Regions from separate parts of the Sus scrofa genome. Here region 2 is linked to region 1. The links are chromatin contacts, called in public HiChIP or PLAC-seq maps. All regions are on one chromosome and are shown on one strand. The core of a region is the stretch at or near the end of the contact, and the rest is flanking DNA. Distances in the headings are between cores, read along the strand shown.

The links. HiChIP or PLAC-seq counts read pairs in DNA pulled down with a chosen protein or histone mark.
Region 2: a contact with region 1 is called in an H3K27ac HiChIP or PLAC-seq map of skeletal muscle, with 6 times the contacts expected there. The contact joins two enhancer-like sites. A contact is called at or near these places in 3 of 47 Hi-C or Micro-C datasets (embryonic fibroblasts, epiblast stem cells and heart right ventricle) and 1 of 2 datasets of contacts at active chromatin or transcription factors (skeletal muscle).

Annotation. Positions count from the first base shown.
Region 1 is chr7:112,045,935-112,052,984 of Sscrofa11.1, reverse strand. NRDE2 (protein NRDE2 homolog) reads left to right here. Exons shown (of 14, transcript XM_021099603.1): 10 at 318-704; 11 at 1,730-2,658; 12 at 3,735-3,873. Among named protein-coding and RNA genes, the nearest start is that of PSMC1, 22 kb to the right of the region's middle. Within about 2 kb of position 2,399, at least 9 of the 83 cell types and tissues checked have an H3K27ac peak or open chromatin away from gene starts, as enhancers often do. A contact at or near this core is called in skeletal muscle, where this site is marked.
Region 2 is chr7:112,918,724-112,925,773 of Sscrofa11.1, reverse strand. CCDC88C (protein Daple) reads left to right here. Exons shown (of 31, transcript XM_021100083.1): 28 at 728-796; 29 at 3,117-3,185; 30 at 4,112-4,389; 31 at 6,256-7,050. Among named protein-coding and RNA genes, the nearest start is that of GPR68, 18 kb to the right of the region's middle. Within about 2 kb of position 3,818, at least 1 of the 83 cell types and tissues checked has an H3K27ac peak or open chromatin away from gene starts, as enhancers often do. A contact at or near this core is called in skeletal muscle, where this site is marked.

The DNA of each region.
Region 1 (7,050 bases), core at 1,150-3,649:
GTGTGATTCTAGATTTTCTTTGAATCCGTGAGGCTACTTTGGAAGTTTCCGCTTTGGTCCTCCCTCCTCCGGAGGATCCCCAGGAGGGGTGTGGGTGCTGCCGGCACTGCAGGACTCCCGGCACTTACCCTCCCACCTCAGCTCGCCTTTGGAGGCCTCTAGCTTTTTTGCATCTTGCAGAAGAAACCTACGTTCTGTCTGTTTAAAATGTAATTTGAATAATGTTAACTCGTTAGTACATCCGTATAAAAAGAACTGTGGGAAAACCTGAAGGTTTGTTTGTTGCATTATGTCACTTGACTTTGTCTTCATTGCAGGTGTTGTTTGATGATATTGGGCAGTCTCTGATCCGACTTTCCAGCCCGGATCTTCAGTTTCAGCTGATCTCGGCCTTTCTGCAGTTCTTGGGTGTGCCTTCTGGCTTTAGCCCTCCAGCCTCTTGCCTCTATCAGGCCATGGATGAAAACAGCATCTTCGATAATGGACTTTATGATGAAAGGCCCTTGACTTTCCTCAACCTTTCATTTTCTGGCATCAGCTGTGTCGGCCGCACGGACCAGTTAGGTTGCCGGCGCTGGACCAGGGGTCACCATCGAGAGGGCGAGGAGTTCATCCGCAACGTCTTCCACCTTGTGATGCCTTTGTTTTCAGGCACGGAGAGGTCTCAGCTCTGCTTCTCCTGGTTACGGTACGAGATCGCAAAGGTAACTCCGGCATCCTCCCCCCACCTCATTTCCTGCCGCTGTTTGTAGGTGGGATGGCCAGGTGCTGGTGTTCTTCAGGGCGCTGGGCCACAGCCGTCCTTCTTCAGGGTCCCAATAGGCCCTGGGGTTGTAGCTGTCCCTTATGAGGGGCCCCGGGAAGAGGAGAGCAAAGCCCAGCTCGTCAGTGGTCAGTGGCGGGGGAGCTGTTTGTTGCATTGATTCTTTATCACCAGATGTCCGTGATTATGTGAGCAGTTAGTGTCAAGAACAGAGCTTAAGCTTAAGCAGGGTTAGAGGATTTAGGGGCTTATTAAAATAGATAAAATAAGCTACTTACCCTGCTCTTTATAGCTATTATCTGCAAAATTCCTCTAGGGTTGACTCTTCTGCCCTCTGCTGGCCACCAGGTAGTATTGAATTTTAACACCCAAAGTTCTGACCCTTTAACTGCAGGTTGCACACACCAGGCTGTATTACTTAAATAGTGTCTGGTAGGAGTTCCCATCGTGGCTCAGTGGTTAACAAACCCGACTAGCATCCATGAGGACGCAGCTTCGATTCCTGGCCTTGCTCAGTGGGTTAAGGATCTGGCATTGCCATGAGCTGTGGTATATGTTGCAGATGCAGCTCAGATCTAGCATTGCTGTGGCTGCGGTGTAGGCCTGTGGCTATTGCTCCGATTCAGCCCCTAGCATGGGAACCTCCATATGCTGTGGGTGCAGCCCTAGAAAGATAAAAAAGACAAAAAAAAAAAAAAAAAAAGTAAAATCTCGTGGTCACCTTCGTTTGGAGACGAGCATTTGAAGTATGTAAGCCTTGTTTATAGAGGTTTTGGTTGGAAAGCTGGATATGTTCATTTGGGGGCACCTATGGCTTTGGTAAAATCCTGATTTGTTTCCCGGTTCAGAGAGTCTAAGCGTTTACCGAAACACATGACGAAGGAAGGCAGCCTAGACGCTGTAGGACAAAGGGATTGCTTTAACCCCACAGAGCACTTGGAGTCATTCTTGTCTTCTTACCTTTAGGTCATTTGGTGTCTGCACACTAAAAACAAGAAGAGATTAAAGTCACAAGGAAAGAACTGCAAAAAACTAGCCAAGAATCTCCTTAAGGAGCCAGACAACCGCAACAATTTTTGCCTCTGGAAGCAATATGCGCACCTGGAGTGGCTGCTCGGCAACACAGAAGATGCCAGAAAAGTTTTTGATACAGCACTCAGCATAGCAGGGAGCAGAGAACTGAAGGACCACGAGCTCTGTGAGCTGAGTCTCCTCTATGCTGAGCTGGAGGTGGAGCTGCTGCCTGACATGAGAGGGGCCGCTACAGCCCGAGCTGTCCACATACTGACCAGACTGACCGAGAACGGGCCCTACGGGCCTTACACGGGGCAGGTCTTGGCTGTTCACATTTTGAAAGCTCGGAAGGCTTATGAGCACGCGCTGCAGGACTGTTTGGGGGAGGGCTCTCTCTCCGATCCAGCTCCCCCTGATTCCTCCAACCGCCTGGTTAGCTTGGTTAAATGCTTTATGCTTTTCCAGTATTTGACCACTGGGATTGATGCTGCTGTGCGGATATATGAGCAGGTGTTTGCGAAACTCAAGGGCTCTGTGTCCGCCGAGGGCTGTGGCCTGGAGGGCAGCTCGAGCCCTCGGAGCCTGAGCGGTGTCCTCGAGGCTGCCGCCCTGATGCACACGAGCCTGCTCAGATTCCACATGAAAGTCAGCGTCTACCCTCTGGCTCCTCTGCGAGAGGCTCTCTCGGAGGCTCTAAAGTTGTATCCTGGCAACCAGGTTCTTTGGAGGTCATATGTACAGATTCAGAATAAGTCCCACAGTGCCAGTAAGACCAGAAGATTCTTCAACACAATGACCAGGTCTGCCAAACCCTTGGAGCCATGGTTGTTTGCAATTGAAGCTGAGAGAATGAGGAAAAGCCTGGTGGAAACCGTGCAGAGGTAATGATGGAGCGTTTTGTTCATGTGTCCACAAACCATTAAGCAATGCTTGCCGGTTGCCTGCTGCCTGCCAGGCCTCAGGAATGCAGAAACGAGTGTGGGCCAGGCCCTGGAACACCTGCTGTGGGTGGGCTCAAGGGCGTAGAATAACTCACTGAAAAAGTAATTAGAGACTTGCCAGCAGCAGCAGTTTTCGTTAGAAGCTTTTGTGGCTTTCTTCCTAGACTGCGCCTTTTGGGATCCTGAATGTAGCTTATGGTGCCTGAGTGGGGACTGCCAGGGCTTCAGGTGTCCGAGAAGCTGTAGAAAAGCATAGTGGCCAAGAACGTGGGCTCTGGAGTTGGAATCTGGGGTCAAATCCAGCTCCTCCACATACCAGCTGTGTGATCTGGCCAAGTCTCTCATGTCTGTGGAAGGTTCCTTTTCTGCAAAATGGGAATAATTTAGAGAACCTACCTCAGAGAGTTGCTGGCGGGGGGGGGGGGGGGAAGTGCTGAGCGCAAAGTAACAAAGTACTAGCCTCTGCTGTCATGACTGATGGTAACAGTGGCATGTTTTAAGTGTCATCCTTTGATACAGTAGTTTATCTAAAGGCTAAATGATAGGCTTGGGAACATATTAGCTAAGGTATCGTGATTCCTTCCAGAATCTTTATGGTTATAAATTGACTGTTCAGAATTGCTTCTGGATAGTATTTCAGTTTACTTTTTTTTTTTTTTTAATTTCTTGCATGAGGTTTTATTTAGTCTGCTTTCAGTTGAAAGGTGTTTCCTTCCCATACAGTAAAATTTGCATTCTGCTGATGAGAAGGTCGGTTTTCCTTAGAAAACCGAGAAGCAAGGAGTTTGTGAGCCTTCTAGGCAGACTCAGCGTGGTGGAGGCACCACAGAACCATGGATGCAGGCTTCTTCCGGCCCTGGAAGAGCCACAGCGTACCCGTACCTGCCCCCAGCACCCTCAGATTGGGGGACAGCACCAGTCCAGTTGTCACTGGCGTTTGCTGTACTTGCGGATCTCTTCCTACTGCGGTGTAGGGATGAGAGCTGTCTCGGAGTGATGGTGCCTTTGTCTCGTAGGGTGGACGGGAGAGAGGTCCATGCCACCATTCCCGAGACCGGCCTGACACACCGGATCAGTGCCCTGTTTGAACAAGCATTGCGGAGTGACCACGGCAGCCAGTGCCCCTTATTGTGGAGGATGTATTTGAAGTTTTTGGTAAGTTTTTGTCTCTCTGTCCTCCTTCCTAAGTGCGATGTGTAGGTGGCCAGTAGCCATTGCACTGGGGACTGGGAGGCTTCCCCCTACACCTCGGCCTTGGCTCATCCTGGGGGGTCCTGGTGGAATGACATCAGGACTTGGAAGGGGTCGCATGTTGCCTCTTGCACCGGAGGCTTTGATAGAGTGACAGGAGGGTGCCGGGACCAGGTGGTGCAGCAGGACGTCGAGGGACTTTCTCTGAGTCGACTTTGTTGAGTCAACAGCTTGGAAATAGTCTAAGAGCTTTCATCTGAAAAAGACCTAAACTCGTTGCTGTTCTGCTCATAAGAATTTTCAGGTCTTGGAGTTATTGTTGTGGCTCAGTAGGTTAAGAACCTGACATAGTGTCCGTGAGGATGCAGGTTTGATCCCTGGCCCTGCTCAGTGGGCTAGGATCTGGTGTTGCCATGAGCTGTGGTATCGGCCGCAGATGAGGCTTGGATCCCGAATTGCTGCGGCTGTGGTGTAGGCCTACAGCTGCAGCTCTGATTCAGCCCCTAGCCTGGGAACTTCTGTATGTTGTGGGTGTGGCCCTAAAAAGAAAAAAATTTAGAAAAAATTTTTTTCAGCATTCCTGTTGTGGCCCAGCAGTTAACAAATCTGACTAGCATCCATGAGGACACAGGTTTGATCCCTGGCCTTGCTCAGCGGGTTAAGAATCCAGCGTTGCCATGAGCTGTGGTGTAGGTCACAGACGTGGCTCAGATCCTGCGTGGCTGTGGCTGTGGCATAGGCCAGCAGCTACAGCTCCACTTCAGTGCCTAGCCTGGGAAGCTCTGTATGCCATAGGTGTGGCCCTAAAAAGCAAAATTAAAAAAAAATTTTTTTAATTTTTTTTGAAGGTCTTAGACAAAAAAAAAAAAAAAAAGGGGGGGGGGAGTTCCCGTCGTGGCGCAGTGGTTGACGAATCCGACTAGGAGCCGTGAGGTTGCAGGTTTGATCCCTGCCTTTGCTCAGTGGGTTGATGATCCAGTGTTGCTGTGAGCTGTGGTGTAGGTCGCAGACGCGGCTCAGATCCCACGTTGTTGTGGCTCTGGTGTAGGCCAGTGGCTACAGCTCCAATTAGACCCCTAGCCTGGGAACCTCCCATATGCCGTGGGAGCGGCCCAAGAAAAGGCAAAAAGACAAAAAAAAAAAAAAAAAATTTTTTTTTTTTTTGCAGGTCTTGATTCGGTTTTGTTGTTAAAAGATAGGATTGATCTAGCTCTATCTAGAATGTGGTTTTTAAAATAGATGTTTCCAAAGCAGCTTTGATTTTACTTAAAAATACTACAGCGATTGAATGTGGTAAGGTGCCATTTAGTTTTGTTAATGTGTTGTGCAGGCTGAAAGGTGGGCTTCACAGAGTCTGAATTGGCTTTGCCTTTGATTAAAGGCCTGATATTGGGCTCGGCCTCATTTGCTAATACATCTGCTGCCAAATTGCTTTTTTAGATACATGATCTCTTTTAGGCCACTTGAGTGTTAACTCCAGGCTATTAAATCCTATCCAAGTGACCTCCATTGAATACTGTGGTTTTCAGAAGCCAGGAGTGACCTTTCTTTACCTAATTAGTGTATATATGTCTCTGATTATTTCCATAGGATAAATTCTTAGAAGTTGATGAAAGCATTTGAACATTTCCAGTTGTCATATGACAGAATCAGGTGTAAAGACGTTCAGAGGGAGTGAGTTAGGGTTGGGAGAGGTTTCAGAACTCACCTGGCCTCCCTCTCCTGACCTCTGTAAGGACAGCAGCTCAGAGGCACACTCAGGACAAAAGGGCACAATCTCATGGGCAGAAGTCGGCATCAAGATGAGTTACCACCAGAGTTTCTGTATTTTTAACATTTATTCTTCAGACTCAAAAGCTCAGATTTTATGTTTTGACACCCTTGTATGAAATGGAAACCTTGAGAAGTTTAAAGGCCAGCGTGGTGTCTGTCCGTGGACCAGACACCTGTTGCTTGTTCACCAGAGGAGGCAGCTGGGGCAGCAGGAGAGCTGGGTTCCTGTGGAGCTCTGCTCCTGTCCTTAGGCCCCTTAGCCAGAGGGGTGCATCAGATGTTCCCTAAAAGTTCCAGTGCTGACACTCTGTGCATCTATCTAAGGAAATGAAAGAGCTTTAATTTACAAAGGAGAGCCTGCAGATTTGCCAGTTGATCTTCTCCAGTCTTTTGTAGGTAGAGACAGACACACAGGGTGTGAGGTCCAGACTTGCAGTATTTTTACTGAGTGTCTGCCATGAGCCAAGTTTGGTTGGACTGTAGATAGAAAATTCTTATTCACTCAGAAATTCCTTAAGGGCCCCAGGCTTTTTTTCTGTCTTTTTGGAAAGATGAGCATTGGACCAGGAATTAATTAGAGCAGTGACTTCCCCTAGCAGCTCTCTGGGAGGCATCTGGATGGGCTTCTAACGCTTTGATAAACACAGTGAAAAAATCGAATTAGGGCCAGAATGTGAGGTGCAGGCCGAGAGTGCCAGGAGAGAGCGGGGGCCGTGGGGCCACTGGCAAAGGGTGGGGCTCCGTGGAGGAGGGCACTGGTTTGTTGGGTTGTATGTGGGTGCCTTCTAGGTACACAGGCACATGCATGGTTCATACACGCGAGCTCATTTGCTTGCTTGCTTGCCTTTTCCCCCTGCAAAAAATGATGGAAGGAGTTAAAACTTACTGTTGGCCATGGAGAATATGGGAGAGAAAAGGAATTGGACAAACAGCAGTTGACTTTCAAATACACTGTCCTGCATATGCATGGACACTTTCAGCTATACCTTTTTTGTTGTTGTTTTGACTAAAATTGCAGTTATTTTCAAGATTCTTAGAGTTCTTTAATTTAGTCATCTACCCACACAATAAATAAGGAAATAAATGTAAGTATATAAACCAGTTAGTTGATTTCCTGGGCCTAATAAAAGAAGTTTTCACGAAGAGAAAGGGAACAGTGGCATTTCCGAATTGGTCATCTTTAGATTTGATTTTACCCTCTAGCATAATTTCTTCTTCTACTTATTTTTTTTAATTTTTCTTTTTTTTTTTTTTTTTGGTTCATTGCTGCGCCTGCAGCATGTGGAAGTTCCCAGGCTAGGGGTCAAATCAGAGCTACAGCTGCCGATCTGCGCCACAGCGACTTAGGATCCAAGCCACGTCTGTGAC
Region 2 (7,050 bases), core at 2,569-5,068, 870 kb before region 1:
GCACTGAGCTAAGGAGCCTTGCCCTCATCTCCTCACGGAGACAGTTAACCTGCAGAGGAAGCAGTTGGATCTGCCTAAGTTTGGGCATATCTCACCACCAGCATTTTTCCAATAGGAATGGGGGGCGGGGAGCGGAGACCCTGTCGTCATTTTGGAGGGGACCTGGGGTCCGCTGTCAGAGAGAAGCTGGCAGGTGTGGGGCACAGGCATTTGAGTCCTTCTCAGGGAAAGGGCAGTTGACAGTGGCCTGTAGATTCCCGACCTGTTTCTGTTTAGGAGCCGCTGGTGCCCAGGGAGTCAGCCTCATGCTCAGGTTCTTTCCTCCTGCCACCTGGAGATGGTGTGGCCCTCACACCAGAATCACTGGCACGGCCTGACCTGGGAGGTTGGCAGGGGCTCCCCAGGGCCCTGAACACTCAGCTCCTCTTGCTGTGTTGTCCTGAGGTCCGATCGCTGCTTTGGTCTTCCCGTCCCGGTCACCGCCCCGGCCGAAATGGGGTTTAAAGTCAAAGCAAACTAGGAGCCGGGAGTGCGAGAGCTGTGCCAGCAGGAGAAATAGGGGCGGGGGTGGAAGAGGCTCGGCCCACACTCCACTCCCTCGCTCCCCGGAGCTGGACGCTGCCATGACTCGGGCCAGGCCAGGTTCAGAGGTGGCCGCCTGGCAGCGGGCCCCAGTTTCCCTGTGGCTGTTCCAGAACCCAACTCATCAGCCTTCTCTTCGCCACAGGCTATAATTCCGACGACAGCCTCTGCGAGCCGTCCCTGGAGCTCGAGTTCGCTCACCATAGGCAGTACGGTGAGTGGTCAGCGCGACGGACCTGGACTCTCGACTTGCTCCCAGTTTCCTTCCTGCCAGGCCCTGGGTGGATAGTCCAGCACACAAAACAAGTGAAAGTGGAGTTGTTGTGCCGAGTGGGAATGGGGCCCACAGTTCCTCCAAGCTCCTTCCTTGCCCTCCCCAGCAGCCTGTGCATGTGACTTCTGCTTACATACCTCCAGTGACGGGGAAGTCACTTCTTATCAAACATCCCACTACTAGAGGCTTTATCGCCCCTTGTTTTAAAGCACCCTCCTATATATGCCAGGAAGTTCTGGTGACCCCACAGGGAGCATTGATTATGGAAAGATTTCTGACTGTCTTCACTTGGATTTTAGTTGCCCAGGGGAGCTCCGAGCTGTATTTCATCTTAGAAATTGTTAGAAGCACTTGCCGTTTGATTTAGGCATATTGTGCATTTCTGCCAACGGGAAACTGGGAATTATACCAACCTTCTCAAAAATTAAAAGTGGCTTTGTGTTGTTTTAAGTTTTTGCAAGACAAAAACCCTAAAGGGGTAGGAAGATAATTAAAAAAAGAAAAACTCAGAAAGTTTACATTGGCTTCAGTTTCCTTCCGAAGTGCTACGTGTAGGAGCTGGCATCATCTCCTCCCCTATCTGTTGTCTAAAAAGATTTAGGATACAAACGCAGAGATTTCCAACTTAGATGCGTAAAGACCCTCTCTGCAATGAAATGGTTTGACACAAGGGAGCCCTTTTGGCTTGATGTTGAATGATAGACATCACAGCAGGAGGGATCTCCTGCCTGCAGCCTTTGCTAAACCTGAGCAGCCGGCTTTCTGCTTGTCAGCTGACCAAAAGGGTTTTCTTCTTAAGTATTTTGATGCCTTGAGCTTCTCTTAGCTAGGAAAAAGAAGGGAAAGATTTTTTTCTTTTCATCCTTTTAGGGCCGCGTCCATGGCATCTGGGGGTTCTCAGGCTAGAGGTCCAGTCAGACCCACAGCTGGTGGCCTGCAACAGCCACAGCAACGTGGGATCCAAGCCTCATCTGCAACCTACACACTACAGCTCACAGGGACACGGGATCCTTAACCCATTGAGCGAGGCCAAGGATCGAACCCGCATCCTCAAGGACACTAGTCAGGTTCATAACCCACTGAGCCACAGTGGGAACTCCAGGAAAGGAGTTTTTGATGCATTACTTAGATAAAAGTGCCTTGGGGCCCTTTGATTTATATATCATGATTTTCTTTTAGTGAAATTTATTTCCTTTTTAAAGAGAGATGTGCATTTTTTAAAATTTTCAACTATTCCTTTCTCAGAAGACTTATTCTGCTTTTTTACCATACACGAAAACCATGTGCTTTTTGGCTCGTCCCCAACCCCGTTAGCTAACAAGCGTTTTCCAGATGCCTGCTATTTGCAGAGAACACGCCCAGCACTTGGGAACCGAGTGCCCTAAAGACCCAGTCAAACAAGAGCAAGCTTGCTTTGGGGGCGGGGGGTGGTCGGCAGTGCGTCCCCTGTTCCCAGTGCAGTCAGCCCAACACCAGCTGTGTGCTAGGAGGATGCAGAGATGACAGGGACACAGTCCCTGTCCCCCAGGGGCTGCTGGTCCGGCAGGACAAACACTGATATGGGGCTGGTGAGGCCCATGCTGCTGGGCTGGCGGAGGAGACAGGGAGAGGTGGGCCTGGAAGGCACCACCTGCCCTTCGCATGGGGCGGGGGTCACCCTTCCTGTGCCTGATGCTCACCCTCTGAGCTGCTGCAGACACGCTCCCTGGGTGCACACGGCAGCCAGGAGGGCTAGTTCCCTCCAGTGCTTCTTCGCCTAAAGGTCAGTTTTTCCCTTTGAGGCAGATGTGAGTTTAAGACGCATGAGTGGGAGGACAGCAAACAGCCAGGGAAAGCCAGCGTGCCCTCTCCTCCTGAGGGTCCAGCTCCCACTCCCAGGACCAGGGAACCCAAGCCTCCCTGCACCCAGGCACTTGCTCCCTGCACACACGTGCACATACTGCCGCTTCCTGGCTCCGCCCTGACCAAGCCACACTGTTTTCATGAATGTTCCAGAAGCTCTGTGCAGTGACGGGTTGGACACCTCTACCCTTGGCTTAGCCAGAGCAGCCCCTTTCTTTTTTGGTCAACCTTTTGAGTTCTGCATGAGATTTCCATCATGAACAAACTTGTTTTAAGCTACAGCCTTAGATCTAATTTTAAAAAAATACTGCAGGCCGCCCTTCCTGGCGGCACCTGGCTTAACTTCAGCACAGTTGTTTTGTTCCATGATTTTTCTCAGTCATTGCCCTTTAGGTTAAATGTTGATGTTTCTTTTCAGTGTCCAGGCCAGGGAGCTTGGAGAGCAGTAGAAATGCATCCAGCGACAGCTCACCTCTTAACCTGAAAGGTAAGCTGACCTTTCCTTCCGGGCACTTTTCAGTGTAAGTGGATCTTTGGCTCTGAGCTTATATTTGTAATTTTAGAAAGACAATTACTGGAGTTCCCTGGTGGCTCAGAGGGTCAAGGGTTAAGTGTTTTCACTGCTGTGTCTCTGGTTACAGCTGTGGCCTGGGTTCCATCCCTGGCCCGGCAGTTTCCCCATACTGCAGCCGTGGCCAAAAAAAAAAAAAAACCCAAAATACAGTTATCAGGATCGTGCACGCATTCTTCATTGGTGTTCCTAGGCCACATCACACAGTTTCAATGAGTACAGGCCGAGAGTTCACATGGATTGGGATTCAAATCCCTTCACCCCCACGGCAGGCCCTGGGCACCCGGGCGAGTCACCCATCCTCTGAATCCAAGTTACTTCATCCTTAGAATGGGGACTGAAAAGTAGTTTCGTTCCCCTGTGGTCAGGAACAGAGCGGATAGATGGCTTTGCTTCTTTTATGTTCTCTTAAATTCATTTTATGGTACAGAATACAGTCTGTCTTAATGAATAAATCTGGAAAGAACTTTGCCGTCCCGAGGCCATAAAACTTGTGTACTTCTTAGCGTCCACATGACCAGCCTCTAAAGGCCACCTGGCTTGTAGCAGGTGCTGAACCAGCAACCCCCGCGCGTGTGAATGGACAGGCTCATGAGCGCGGTGCCTTACAGCTGTTACTGATTTAAACTTAAGCAAAGCTTTCCGCCCTTATCTCAAGTTATTTTGTTCTGAATGCTAAGCACTGGAGGGTGGGTCCTGAACCTCCAAAATCCCAGCCTGGGAGAAGAGCGTCCTGGGTGCTCGGGTGGGGTCCTTTGTGTGTTAAGTGAGCCCACCAGAGGTGGGAGGCGGGGAGAGAAGGCTTAACATGTGTTTCTCTGTGTCGCCCGTCCTGACCCCAGGTTCCTCCGACCAGCTCCACCGCAGGTCCGAGAGCTTCAGCAGTGAAGACCTGATCCCCAGCAGGGACACGGTCCCTGCCAGCACCCCGGGGCGCCCCGCCCTTGGCCGCCATGAGTACCCCCCACCCCGGAACGGGCCTCTCCCCCAGGAGGGTGTCCAGAAGAGGGGTGCTGCCCTGCCCCACGGCGGGGTGCGGCCCTGCTCCGCCTCCCCAAGTAGCGAGATGGTCACCCTGGAGGAGTTCCTGGAGGAGAGCAACCGGGGCTCCCCATCCCCCGTGAGTGGCCCGTAGCAGCAAAGTCACTGGAAGGGATGGGGCAGGGGTGGCGCAGCCTCGGGGCTGGGCTGCTTGGACGGGGAGGGATACCCGGTGGCTGGCACATCCCCAGGCCTCCCAGGCATTTTCTCCACCTGTGAAGCCAGCGGGCAGAACTTGGTGCCAGTGCGGAGGGCGGGGATGGGGTGCACCCGCTGCTGGCCAGGAGCCACTTGCAGGGTTAGGATCTCACGCTGGGTTTTGTATCAGAGCTCTGAGTACCCACTGCCCCTGAGCTGTCACCAGCAGAAGGCAGCGAGTTTTTTCTATAAAGGGCCAGCTAATAAATATTTTAGGCTTCCGAGGCCAGGCGGTTTCTCTTGCAACTCCTCAGCTCTGCCACTTCAGCGGGAAAGCAGCCACAGACTGAGAACCGCTGAGAGCCGCCCCCCAGCCCCTCCTATTTGCTCAAGGCGCCCAGCCTCACTATCCCCACATCCCCGACACCCCCACCCTCTCCCGAGCAGGCCTCCCCTCCCTGAGTGCTGTGCTAAGGGGCGGTGGGGAGGGGGACAGTGAGGTGGGCTCCCTGAGTGCCCTCCTGCAAGTAGGTGTCAAAGAAGTTCGAAGTGTGCAGAAAAGAGCCAGGGTGCAGAAAACAGCTCCCCCCCCCCGTGTCAGCCCTAGGTTCTAGGTGTCTGACCTCCATGACTTCAGTTTTCTTACCGATTAAAGGTTATTTTAATACACCCTTAAATAACTTTTCGAGGTTGCTTTCAGAATTAAATGAGTTTTCTGCCACCACGCCCCTGGTTCCTAGCACAGTGGCATGAGGGGAGCTCTCAGTAAATGGTTCCTGTCCATCTCGATATTGATGGCACAGGACCTTACTGTCCACACACTCGAGAGTGTGGCTTCAAGCTAGTGTGAAACAGCAGGTTGCACCTCTGTCAAGTTGAGCATCCAGATGTTTTCTGGGACTAGGAGTTGTTGGCAGGTGGTTCCTGAGCTGCTGACTCATCCTGCAGCCTGACAGGTCGAGGCAGGCTGGGGTCTGATTACAGCAGCTCTCAGCCCCTGACTTTCATCTCCAGCGTGAACTTGCTTCGCTTCCCCTTGTTGCCTCATCAGCCTCTGGAGAAACCTCCGATTGACTCCAGGCTGGGAGGTGCTGGCAGGAGGCTGGAGTTACCAGAGCAGGTTCCTAGAGCTTGGTCCCCAGGGGGTCAGCGGTGGACACCAGTTTCCCGGGGTTTGGGGTGGCAGCCGGGTGGTGGGAGGCAGCCGCTGGAGCGGGTACAGTCTAGAGGGCTGAGCCGCCTTCCTGTTCTCCTGGACGGTCGGCCTCTCTGGTTCCCACCGCCCCCGCCTGCCCCTGTGCCTGCCTCTCTGCTTTCTTCCATCAGGAGAAAGGTCTGAGGGCCAGTGAGGTCCTGAGTGTGGTTGGTTCCTCTTGCTCTCTCTGGCCCGCAGTAAAGCCTTTGCAGTGTGTCTGAGCGAGGAGGGCCGTCCCCAAGGTCCAGTCCTGCCAGTCCGCACGTTGCCACCTGCTCTGCTTGGCGGAAAGATGGGAAACAGAGGGCAGCAGTTGGCCTGACTGCTTTATAACGTGGAAGGGACTTGTGCAGAGTCATTTTCTCTCTAGATCCACTTTCTTGCTTGTCAAATCGGGGGGGGGGGGGCCCTCTCCCTGGTAATCTGTGAACAGCCCCGCTCCCCTCCTCCCCATCCTGACCGGGGCATTGTGTGCAGCAGGGATGTTAGGCCTTCAAGTGGCCGGGCGGGGAGCTTCGGTCCTGGCCCTGCAGGCTGCACAGAGTCACCCTGGGTGGAAGGGGGCTCTCCAGACCCCTGGCTCCCACTCAGGCCTTCCTCTCTCCTCTCTAGGATGCTCCCAGTTGCCGGGATGACCTGCTGAGCGACTACTTCAGAAAGGCCGGTGAGCTCTCGGGCATCGGCGGCCAGCCAGGCCCACCTGCCAGGAAAGAAGGGGCCAGAATGCCCACCAGCCTTGTGGCCCCCACCGTTAAGGTGGCCGTCGCCACCTCTGAGGGGAAGCTGCTGAAGCCCGGGCAGTACGTGAAGCCAAACTTCAGACCTGCTGAGGCCGAGGCCCCGCCCAGTGCCCCCCAGAGGCCAGTGCAGCCCCCCCAGAGCCTGTCCCTGGGCAGGCCCCGGCAGGCCACCATGCCCCCCGCTGCCCACGCCCCTGCCAGCCGGAGCGCATCCCTGAGCCGGGCCTTCAGCCTGGCCTCCGCCGACCTCCTCCGGGCCAGCGGGCCGGAGGCCTGCAAACAGGAGCCAGGGGGCCCCGACTCCTCGGGGGGCAGAGAGACAGGTGGCCACGGCTTGCAGAGCCCCGGCTCCCACAGCCTGGCCCGGGAGCGGACCCCACTTGTGGGAAAGGCTGGTGGCTCCTGCCAGGGCCCCAGCCCCCGGAGCCGGCCACTGGACGTGAGGCGCTTCTCCCTGGCCCCCCCGAAGGAAGAGAGGCTGGCTCCCCTGCAGCAGTCGGCCACGGCCCCAGCCCTTGCGGCTGGAAGCGGCAGCAGCAGCTCCCAGCTCCAGCACTTCCCACCTGCTGCGGCCCTGGCCGCCAGGACTAAGCCCCCAGCACCTTCCCACCTGGGGGAGGCAGCCGCCATCGTCCCTGTCCGGACGGGGCTCAGCCCCTCGGAGGGG